Linked DNA regions of Sus scrofa: region 1 is linked to region 2. Evidence: chromatin contacts called from public targeted proximity ligation data. All regions are on one chromosome and are shown on one strand. The core of a region is the stretch at or near the end of the contact, and the rest is flanking DNA. Distances in the headings are between cores, read along the strand shown. Region 1 overlaps SH2D6 (SH2 domain-containing protein 6). Region 2 holds the start of MAT2A (methionine adenosyltransferase 2A).

Region 1 (5,674 bases), core at 1,347-3,846, 94 kb before region 2:
AGGTGGAGGGAAGGCGAAGCCTCCTTTGCCTAATCCCTTCCCAGTCCCAGGGGCTATAATCTGCTTCTTCCGGCAGGAAGATCCTCTCTTTCCTCTGTAGCTGCCACCCAGAACACCTCGGCTGCTGAGGTGAGGAGGGTCTGGAGAGGGCTGCTGGGGAGGCCTGGGAGGCTCAGAGCTGGAGTCCTCACCCAGGAGCCCTCTCGGGCAGTGTCAACCGCTGAACACCAGGCACGGACACATCTCTGTTCTGCTTGTGTGGACTCAGTCTGGGAAGGGTGACACGAGCACAGATAACTGCAGCCCACCCCCGATCCCGATCCTGTGCCCTGGCACTTCTCGAAACCGCTGTGTGTGCAGGGACAGGAAGGCGGTCTGCTGGGCCAACCTTGGTATGCAGGGAACTGTGACCGCCATGCTGTTGAGAGTGCCCTGCTCCGACTCCAAAAGGTGCATCACCAGAAGGCACCCCCCCCCCAGCCCCGCCCTGGGCCTTCTCGGAAATCCCTTCTGCTCACAGGCTGTGGCCAGATGAGCAGGTGGGAGCAGCAGGGCCGGGGGCAGAGGCAGGGCCTCAGCTGGAAGGTGAGGGCTGACAGATGGGCTCTGGTCCACAGGATGGGGCCTACACCATACGCCCCAGCTCAGGCCCTCATGGCTCCCAGCCCTTCACTCTGGCAGTGCTTCTCCATGGCCGGGTCTTCAACATTCCCATCCGGCAGCTGGACGGCGGGCGCCACTATGCCCTGGGCCGGGAGGGCAGGAACCACGAGGAGGTGGGTACTGGAGGAGGTAGAGGGCTAAAGGGCAAGGACAAAGAGAGAGCTGTCCCTGGCCCCAGCCAGGAGCATGTGCCTGAGAAAATGCCAGGTTTTGTATTTTTCTGGAGTGAACGGAAATCTCAGTGGCCAGTGCCTTGAACTCCTTTCCAGAAGCCTGTACTTTGAGAAGACGCCTAGCCTGATCTGGGGGAGACACAGCCCCTCCTGCATGGCCCAGGCTGGGGCATTTGTGCCTGTAATGAACCCGACTAGGAGAGCAGAGGTCAGGTAGTCCAGACACCTATCTGTACCAAGGACTCCCCTGTGCACTCAGCACTTGCTAGGCTGCAGACAGTCACCACTCAGCTCCCCCACTGGAGGGCCCTGTGCAGTTATTTCCATCTGGCCTGGGAAATAGGAGTCTGGCCAACACCATGCCCCCCGGGTACCGTCACAGGAAAGGCCTGGAACTGGGGAGCAAAACGGTGGTGGAGTTTCATGGGCAAACAGGAAGGAAAATATTTAGAAAAATGTCAGCCGGCCCCTTTGCCAGACACCCCCCTCCCCCCCAGTTCCCTCTGGAAGTTTCTCCTAGCAGGAGGCTCAAGGGACCGATGATGCCCTGCCTCCCTGTCCAGCTCTTCTCCTCCGTGGTCGCCATGGTCCAGCACTACGTGCAGCATCCCCTGCCGCTCGTGGACCGACACAGCGGCAGCCGGCAGCTCACCTGCCTGCTCTTCCCCACCAAGCCCTGACGTCACTGCGCATGTGCAGGCCCACTGCTGGCCCCCAGTTTGTTCCGCCGGCTGTCCTCTCCCAGGTCACCATCCCTCCAGCGCCCTCATCCCGTGCCCCAGTCCCTGCAGGCTCCCCTGAAAGGCGTTGGGAAAGGTGCCCCAGAGACAGAAAGGGTCTGCGAGACTCCACGCCATTCTCACCCAGAGCCTGGCCCTGCCACTCGCTCCTGCATCTCCTGGGAAGCAGGGGACAGGCAGGGCCCCATTTTCAGCCCCAGGCGTGGCCCCCCAAGCTGCTCTGCATGAAGACCTGTTTGGGGAAGCCGATCCTCAGGGGGACTGCATGGGAACTGCTTGGCTGCGAAGCGGATCCTCTCACATTCCATAAGGGGTGTAACACAGGGCTGGCATCTACCCTCGAGGCACTTGGTCACTCTGCCCGTAGTTTGCTTTCAATAAATATTTGTCAAATGAGTTCTTGAATTCTGAGGAGTGAGGCAGAGATGGCCTCCTTGAGGTGCCAAGGTTCTCAAGTGTCCTGGGGCACAGCCTGGGCCTGGGAGTGAGGGAGCGGTGGAGGCCCAGCCAGGGCAGAAGAGCCAGACCCATTTCTGCCCCCTGACTGTGGCTTTGGCGCTTAGATGGTCTGTGGCAGCCACCCGGGGTGGCTGAGTTTTGTTTTGTTGGTGGGGGTCGGGGCGGGGGAAGGAGAGGGGCTCAGGGCTGCGCGGCCACCCCATGACAGGAGGCGAATGGAGCGTCCACCATCCATTTACCATACAGCGTTCCACCCGGGAGGGATGGGCCTGATTTTGCACCCTTGCCGTTGTCTAGAGAGGGGGAAGACCGGCAGGCCCCAGGAAACAACGGGTCAACTAATGGGCGCGTCAGTCCTGGGATCAAAGCTATAGAAGGTTGCACGCGGAGTTTAGAAAAGGAGGCATAGGCGTAAGCTGCCCGACAGGCGCGCCCAGGAGGCTCCAGCTGGGGTCTCCGAGATAGGCCAGCAGCCTGCGGGCGGGGCTAGCGGGACAGCGGAGGAGGGTGGCCCGGGGCGGGCAGGGCAGAGGAGCGGGGGCGTCTCCCGGCCCTGGCGCAACGCCCGGAACACCCCGTGCGGGAAGCGCATGTGACCGTGACTCCGCAAAAGCCGCCAAACAAAGGGCGGCTCAGCGGCCGCCGGCGCTCGGCTGGCACTGAGGGCCCGGGCCCCTGCCCCCAGCCGGGTCGCCGCTCCCGGACCAACCATGTGCACCCGCCGGGGTGGGGAGAAGCCGGATTCTCCTGAGACTGGGGTGGTAGCGCGGGAACCGCCCCCCCCGGGGGGGGGGCAAGTGTGGGAGGGGAGCTGCTTCTCCCCACCCGCCTCCTCAGGGCACGTGGGTGAAATGCAAACGTGAGTCCTGCTGGGCGATAGGGGGTCCAGGCTGGGCTGGAGAGGGTTGACGGTTGCCTTTACTGCTGCTGGCTCTGGCAGATTACCCTCTCCCAACCTTCATTCCTGTACGGAGGTGACGATAAGTCGTCCCTACCAGTAACTCTCTGGTTGGGAGGCTTGAGTGAGGCGGTCCATGTGAAAGGTGAGGCTAGCCCAGGGCCTGATGGTCTGCGCTCTGGCCCATCTTCCCTAAATAAACACGCAAGTGAATTCAGGTTAAGGAACTGCGGCTTTCAGTCTTCCCTACATTAGGGATGTAATTTCCGGCCAGGGCACCAGGAAGAGAAGCAGGATGGGCAGCTGGCACGGGGCGGGGCTGAGCACCGCTGTAAATGGTATGGGGGAAGGTGGCTAACAGCTGGGGGCTCTAGCAGAAGCAGGGGGTGGGGTTGGTCCCCAGGACAGCCTCCCTCCCCTCTATTAGCCAGCGCTGGCTCCCCACAAGCCGTGGGTGGGAGGGGCCCCTCTCTATACTTTCCCCAGGCTGACTCCTGCCGGAAGTCAGGGCCGGAGAGGGTGGGGGCACCTTGGGGTGGACCTCAGGGTACTTATGGAACTGATCAGAATCCTGCACCCCCACCCCAACCTCCCAGTGTAAAACCAAGCATTTAATGATGAGGATAGTAAGACTCTGATGCACATTCCTGAGTTTTGCAGGTACTCTCACTGCCACCAGAGGAAAACAGCTAACTGCATGATGACCAGACTGTAGCCATGACATGAGCGGCTCCATCTTGAGCAGTACTGTATCTATGGCTAGCACAGTTCCAAGAATCAGCCTCAAGAGAATAGGATTAACAGTATTGCTCATAACAATCTGTATCTTTGTGGGCATCAGAATAATTGTAGTTTGCTCTGCCCACATATGTAACTGGGAAACTGAAATCGTCAGCAAAGAGATGACACAGACCCATTTTGACATCTTCCACTATGAGAATAGGACACCTCAGGGCAGCAAGAAGTTGTAGGAGATAGACCTTCCCCACGAATCCCATGGAAGTGGAGTGATGTTTGACAGTGGAGAATTGAAAGCAGCTCTTAGGCCCCTTTCCTGTTTCCCTCTAACCTTCAAAGAACCTAATTCTAGAAATGAGACCACTAGGCAATTGAAACTAGCTCCTGACTAGGTTCTCCTGAACGCACACCAGTTTAGACTTGTCTAAACTGTTGATTGGTTTCCTAGATAAGAAGAAGGAAAAATTAAGCAGTTAAAAAGTGACAAGCTCTCTATTCCCAGCAGCACCGCCCCCCCCCCCCCAAAGCAATCCTGTAGGCAGATCACTCAGGCAAGATAACATCAGAAGAAAGAGTCAGCCAGTCTGCATTCAATGGAGAATGATGCAGAACCCAACTTCCTGCCTGGATGATTCACTAAGATTCTTCCACTCTTATGCCACCCCCACCCCCCGCCCCACTTTTTTTTGGCTGCACTGGCAGCACGTGGAGGATTCCTGCACTGCAGTTTCGACAGCACCACAGCTGTGGCAGCACCACATCCCTGCGCCACATGGGAAGCTCCCCTCCTCCCCCACCAACCCAAATGTTCCCTTTAAAAACCGTCATGGCTAGAGTTCCCACTGTGGCGGCATCTTGAGAGTACTGGGATGCAGGTTCTATACCTGGCCCTGCACAAGTGGGTTAAGGATCCAGTGTTGCCCCAGATGTGGCTTAGGTCATAACTGGGGCTCAGATGTGATCCCTGGCCTGGGAACTCCATATACTGCAGGCGGAAGAAAGAAAGAAAAAGAAAGAAAAGAAAGGAAGGAAAAGAAGGAGTTCTGTCACCATTCAGCAGAAACAAATCTGACTAGCGTCCATGAGGACGCAGGTTCAATCCCTGGCCTCACTCTGTGGGTTAAGGATCTGGCGTTGCTGTGAGCTGTGGTGTAGGTTGCAGATGTGGCTCGAATTTCGAACTGCTGTGGCTGTGGTGTAGGCCAGCAACTACAGCTCCGATTCCATCCCTAGCCTGGGAACCTCCATGCACCTCAGGTGTGGCCCTAAAAAGACAAAAAAAAAAAAGTCATGGCTAAGCAGAATCTTCAGACTTCGTCCCTGAACACAGGTCTGCTGTCTCCTCAGATTGCCAGTTTTTCTGATTAAAGCATCTTTCCTTTCCACTGACACTTGCTTCTTGCATTATTGGCTTCTAAACGGTGAGCAGCCAAACTTGAATTCGTAACACATACAGTCAGACTCCTGTATCCCTTACCAGATGAGCAGGTTTGACATTTCTGGAGGAGTCCTCTACCCTAGGGCCTGCCTTTACCAAACCCGGGATTTACCTAGCCCTGAAGCCATGCAGCCCATAGGAGGCAGAGTAAGGGCCAAAGCACAGAGCTCAGGAGTTCCTGTCGTGGCGCAGTGGTTAACGAATCCAACTAGGAACCATGAGGTTGCAGGTTCGGTCCCTGCCCTTGCTCAGTGGGTTAATGATCTGGCGTTGCCGTGAGCTGTGGTGTAGGTTGCAGATGCGGCTTGAATCCCGCATTGCTGGGGGCTACAGCTCTGATTCGACCCCTAGCCTGGGAACCTCCATATGCCGTGGGAGCAGCCCAAAGAAATAGCAAAAAAAAAAACAAGAAAAAACAAAACAAAATAAAAAAACAAAGCACAGAGCTCATGAGTTAGTGCTCAACAGGGACTGCCTGGTCCCAGCTGGGGGACTGGCTTTAAGGAACTAGCCTCATTCCTTCCCTCCCTGGGGAAAAAGAGAGGAAGAAGAATCCAGGCCATGG
Region 2 (5,049 bases), core at 2,455-4,954:
TTTTGTCTCTCTCCCTTTTCCCCTTTCTTCTCTCCTCCTCAAACATTCTTAAGCATCTTGTGTCAGGCTCTCAGCAACAAAGCATGAGCAAAACAGACCACCTTCTTATTGTCATGGGGCTTACAAATCTAATTAACAGATTGGACATTCATCAAAAAATCACCAAATCTGTCATTTCAAAGAGCACTGAGTGCCTATAGGAAAACACAGGACCCTGTGAGAAATCTGTGTAGGTGAAGATTTCATCAAGAAAGAGGCTCTAGAAGTTCCTGTCGTGGCTCAGCAGAAATGAATCTGACTAGCATCCATGGGGACTCGGGTTTGATCCCTGGCCTTGCTCAATGGGTTAAGGATCTGGTGTTGCCATGAGCTGTGGTGAAGGTCACAGACATGGCTCGGATCTGGCATTGCTGTGGCTGTGGCATAGGCCTCTGGCTACAGCTCTGACTTGACCCCTAGCCTGGGAACCTCCATATGCTGCAGGCGTGGCCCTAAAAAAGAAAAAAAAAAAAAAAAAAAGAGAGAGAGAGAGAAAGAGAGAGAAAAGAAAGAGGCTGCTGAAGGCTTCATCCGGGAAGTGGCAGCTGAGCTGGGGTGGGAAGGCTGAGGAGCAATTAGCCAGGCTTCTCCCCCACTTAGAGCTCTGGATTGTCATAGCACCAATCCTGGGTCTGCCTGACAGAAATGCTCACTAGAGTTCCCGTTGTGGCACAGCGGAAGCAAATCTGACTAGGAACCATGAGGTTGCAGGTTCTATCTCTGGCCTCGCTCAGTGGGTTAAGGATCAGAGTTGTGGTGAGCTGTGGCATAGGTCGCAGACGTGACTCGGATCCCTTGTTGCTGTGGCTGAGTTGTAGACCAGCAGCTGTAGCTCCAATTCGACCCCCTAGCCTGGGAACCTCCATATGCTGCAGGTAAGACCTTAAAAAGCAAAAAAAAAAAAAAAAAAAAGCTCATAAATATCTCTTGGAGGAAGGGACCAATGTGAAAAATATACATCAATGAAAACGTCCTCTGCTTTGAGAGTAATCACTTAACAAATTTAACTGTTAAAAGAAATCCAAAGTAGAAGACAGAGGGGTTCTCCTGTGGTGCAGTGGCTTAAGGATTCAGGATTGTCGCTGCAGTGGCTTAGGTCTGTGCTGTGGTGCAGGCTTAATTCCTGGTCCTGGAACATGTTGACAGCAAGGCCAAAAACCAAACAAACAAAAAACAAAGTAGAACACAGAAGCGAGTGGCACAAGAAGAGGTTGAAGAAGTAGCAGTTAAATCACACTGAGGCCTTTAAGATTGTGTAGGGCTCTTGGTCTTTATCTTATCAGCAATCGCAAGCCCCCAAAGGGTTTTTACAGCTAACTATTATGTGCTAGATACTGTGCTAAAGACTTTACCTGCAAGATTTTGTTCAATCCATGATGCAATCCTATGACAGTGCTATTGTTATTCCAGTTTTACAGACTGAAGACCCTGAGGTATAGAGAGGGTAAGTTGTTTGCTCAACACTTAATAAGCATCAGAAGCTTGACTCCCAAACCCCTATCCTTAACCATTAAATTACATCTACTAAGAACAAGGAATAGGTAAGCAAGTGTGAACAGCTGATTCTAATCTTTTTGGCAGGACCAGTCCCACTTGGAGGTGGTAGCATAGGGGTATCAGGGTTTAATGACCTAATCATTGAATTTATTCCCCTTGTTCTGACTCCATATTAATCAAATAACTTTTTCATTACATTCTGGCTTCCCATATAGATTTTTCAGCTGGAAAATAATGCAGTGACCAGCCTACAGATGCAATTCGTTTCAGTTGGGAATTTTATTACTCATTATAAATTAACAAATTGGCATTCTGCTTTAAAAGAAAAAAAGGTGAATTACTCTAAAACAAACAAACAAGAAATTATGAAAGTCTTACACAGCCATCTTTCCATGAAGTTAGTTTGGAAAATAGAAACAAATAAAAACAACATATATATTGTTCTTTTTGGGTGATTTAACCTTTTCTTGCTCCCTGTTTTGCGGAACCACGGTTGTGGTCATCAAGTCTAGAGATGAGCCCTTTAAGTTCTTTGTCAAAGCCCCTCGCATAGCCCAAGCGTTTCCATTGTTTCCTAATCGACAAACCCACCTGGCTTCCCGCAGGCCGTGGAGAAGACTGTTCTTCCGAATCTACCTAATTCTCAGAGCGGTAAGCTTGCTGCAAGGGTCTCCTTCACCTCCCCAGGGCAACATGCATCCTATCCGTAGAGCAGACGGTTCCCTAACAATATCATTAAACCCGTTGTTCTTGTGCTCTGGGCCACCGCGACAGCAACCGCCCCCCCTCCCCCCACCACACCCCGGACCCGGGTCCTGCTCCCGGGTGCCGCAGCCCCTGTGTGGGAGGAAGCGACATCTTCCGCCCGCCGGTTGTGGGCCCCTTCCAAACGGGGATCCATGAAATTGGTCCCCGGCTTCCTGCCCCTCGTTGGCTCAAGCTTGGTTTTGTTCTTTTTCTGTCTCTCCCTATAATTCCTTTAATGGGCAAAACTGACACAAACGCAGGTGGACATTTTAAAGTGAAAGCTTCAGGAAATGGACCATTTCACCTTGTAAAGAGATCTGCTGAATCACACACAAGGGATAGCCCCCCCCCCGCGCGCGCCCCATATTCAACAGTCTCTTGAACAGAAGACTGAGAAGACAACACTCTTAACATCGACTTTTTTCCGCCTCCGAGACAGGAAAGTCAGCAAGTGCAAGGTCAGTCTTGCGAGCAGCCTTTCTCCGACGGAGAAAAGGCAGGCGCCCAAGGGGCCGAGTGCGGCCTCCACCGTAGGGTCCGCAGAGGGTAAGGGCCTCTCTAAGAAACTCCAGCGCTGGGGGCGGAAGGGGGATCGCAGCCATTGAAATCGATACCAGAACTCTCATTATTCTGTTTTTCGGCCATTTTCACCACAGAACCATTAACCAAGAAATTACTAGCAACTGGACGGCCCCCCGCAGGACCACCAGCCGCCAGCAGCGAGCAGGGCAGGGAGGCATAAGGCCATGCGAAGGAGCGTACGCTGACCAGCAAAGATGGCCACTTTCACGTGGCTATGGGCTACTGGCTCCCTGTCACCCGGGCATCCCAAGGCCGGGCGGCCGGAAAGACCCTCGGGTAGAACCAGAGGACAAAACACCCGCCGATTCCCGCCACCACCGCTGGGGGGACGCGACCTCGCGGCCGGAGAGCCCGGGCCAACGGTCGGAAGGGAGGTGCCAAGTCACAGCAGGGGGGGAGCAGGCCCGTAAAGCCCTCGTCGGTCTTCCTCCCACATCGAACAGGGAAACGTGAGATGACCCAATACACTCGTCTTTCTCCTCACCCCTTGTTATCAGTGCCTAAGACGGCGAAATATCTGTAGGAGGGGCGCGTTACCTCCGCTCCCTTCCCCTGCCTGGCAGAGTGGTTTGGCCCGAGCTCCCCTCGGCGCACCGCCCCTTTCCCCCTCCCGCCCCCGCGCGAGTGGCGCATTGGCGCGCGGCACCGAGGGGCGGGGCCCGGGCCGGGCGCGCGCGGGCGCCCTGTATAAATACTGGGCCGCGCCAGCCGCCGTCTCGTTCGCTCCGCGCCGCCCGCCTGCGCCAAGAAGAACGCGGTGTTCTGCTCGCGCGTCTCGCAGTATCCTCCTCGCTGCTCTCTTTTCTTCTCAACGCCATTTTCACTCACCGCCACCGCCATGAACGGACAGCTCAACGGCTTCCACGACGCCTTCATCGAGGAGGGCACGTTCCTCTTCACGTCCGAGTCTGTAGGGGAAGGCCACCCAGGTGAGGTGACCGGGCCTGGGGCGAAGCGAGGGGCGGGGCCTGGCCGGAGGGACCCGTTGCCCGCGGTGCCCACGCTGGTGGCCCTTGCCCGACGGGCGGCTGGCAGAGTGGCGGCCGCGCGCTTTCCTCGTGGCGCCGGCGGTACCGAGCGCGTGGCCGCCGCTCCCCTCCCCCTTCCTCTCCCCTCCCTCCCATCCGGCCGCGCGCCCCGGCATGCGGAAGATTCCAGAAAATGAGAAGGGCGGGGGCCGCGGCGGCTCGTGCTCTAGCCGGGGAGGGCACTAGTTTCTCTTCCCCGCCCTGCGGGCCGAGCTCCTCGAGTGGGTGGCCCGCCCCGCGTGCTCGCGTCCAGCCCGCGGGAGCGCGCGCCCCGCATTGCAGCCGCAACCACGTGTTGGCCGCAGCGTGTGGCTTCTAGGCTAGGGAGCCGGCGGGCGACATCGGCGCCCGGGGCCTCGGGGCGTCTGCTCTTCTCATTAATTCTTGGTTCCGGGCAGAGCCACGCTTTAGAATGCGACATGCCCGTACGCGGTATATGGCCTTGCGTCAAGGTGACAGCCTCCTACTAAATATAGCGCTTGGCGGAGGAGGCCTGCCTTATTTGGACAGTGCGTGAAAAGGATGGGAAGCATGAATTAAAAGTGTAAGCTGCCATTGCGTTGGGTTTCCTTTTAAAGTCCTCGGGGCTGACCGTTAGGCAAGGTTTTTCTCCACATGTCCTCCGGGCTTTGTCCACCAGTCCGCCATCATGGGCATCACTTTACACGTGAAAGAGTGAAGATTTTTCAGGAACTTTCGATCTCAGCCAGAAAACATCACCTGCTGAAGATCATTATTTTACTAAACTGATCCAGCTCATTCTTAGAATGACCACAGTGACAGATTTCTAGTCCGATGGCTTAAGGATCCATTTCTCTAGTAAGTCCACTGTGCCGATGATGCAATCCCAGGAGCAACCTCCTGGTATACCAGAGGACAAACCCTGAGATCCTGATGAGTGAAGGGCAGGTGTGATTTGGGTGGTTTTGCTTTTCTCCCCAGTGCTGAGACTTAACGTGTATTTGTCCCACCTTTTATTAATTGAAAGTCACAGGCCTATATAAATAGATTATCTTGGGCCTCTTGGCTTGAGTGCAGTGCACATTTTGCTTTTTTTTTTTTTTTTTTTTTTGTATGGCTATGGAAAACTTAGGTGTTGTTTGAAGGGTTATTTCTGCTCCTCCTAATTTTTAATAGAGGACAATACAGTGGGGGG

What was found.
Region 1: a targeted proximity ligation map of skeletal muscle shows a contact between it and region 2. A contact is called at or near these places in 2 of 5 promoter capture datasets (fetal liver and liver), 17 of 47 Hi-C or Micro-C datasets (adipose tissue, brain, embryonic fibroblasts and 10 more) and 2 of 2 datasets of targeted methods (alveolar macrophages and skeletal muscle).

What each region holds. Positions count from the first base shown.
Region 1 is chr3:59,316,278-59,321,951 of Sscrofa11.1, reverse strand. It overlaps SH2D6 (SH2 domain-containing protein 6), which reads left to right. Exons shown (of 16, transcript XM_021087296.1): 13 at 77-129; 14 at 361-450; 15 at 618-776; 16 at 1,400-1,972. The coding sequence ends at 1,516. Among named protein-coding and RNA genes, the nearest start is that of SH2D6, 7.9 kb to the left of the region's middle.
Region 2 is chr3:59,223,752-59,228,800 of Sscrofa11.1, reverse strand. It overlaps MAT2A (methionine adenosyltransferase 2A), which reads left to right and starts at 3,704. Exons shown (of 9, transcript NM_001167650.1): 1 at 3,704-3,794. The coding sequence starts at 3,704.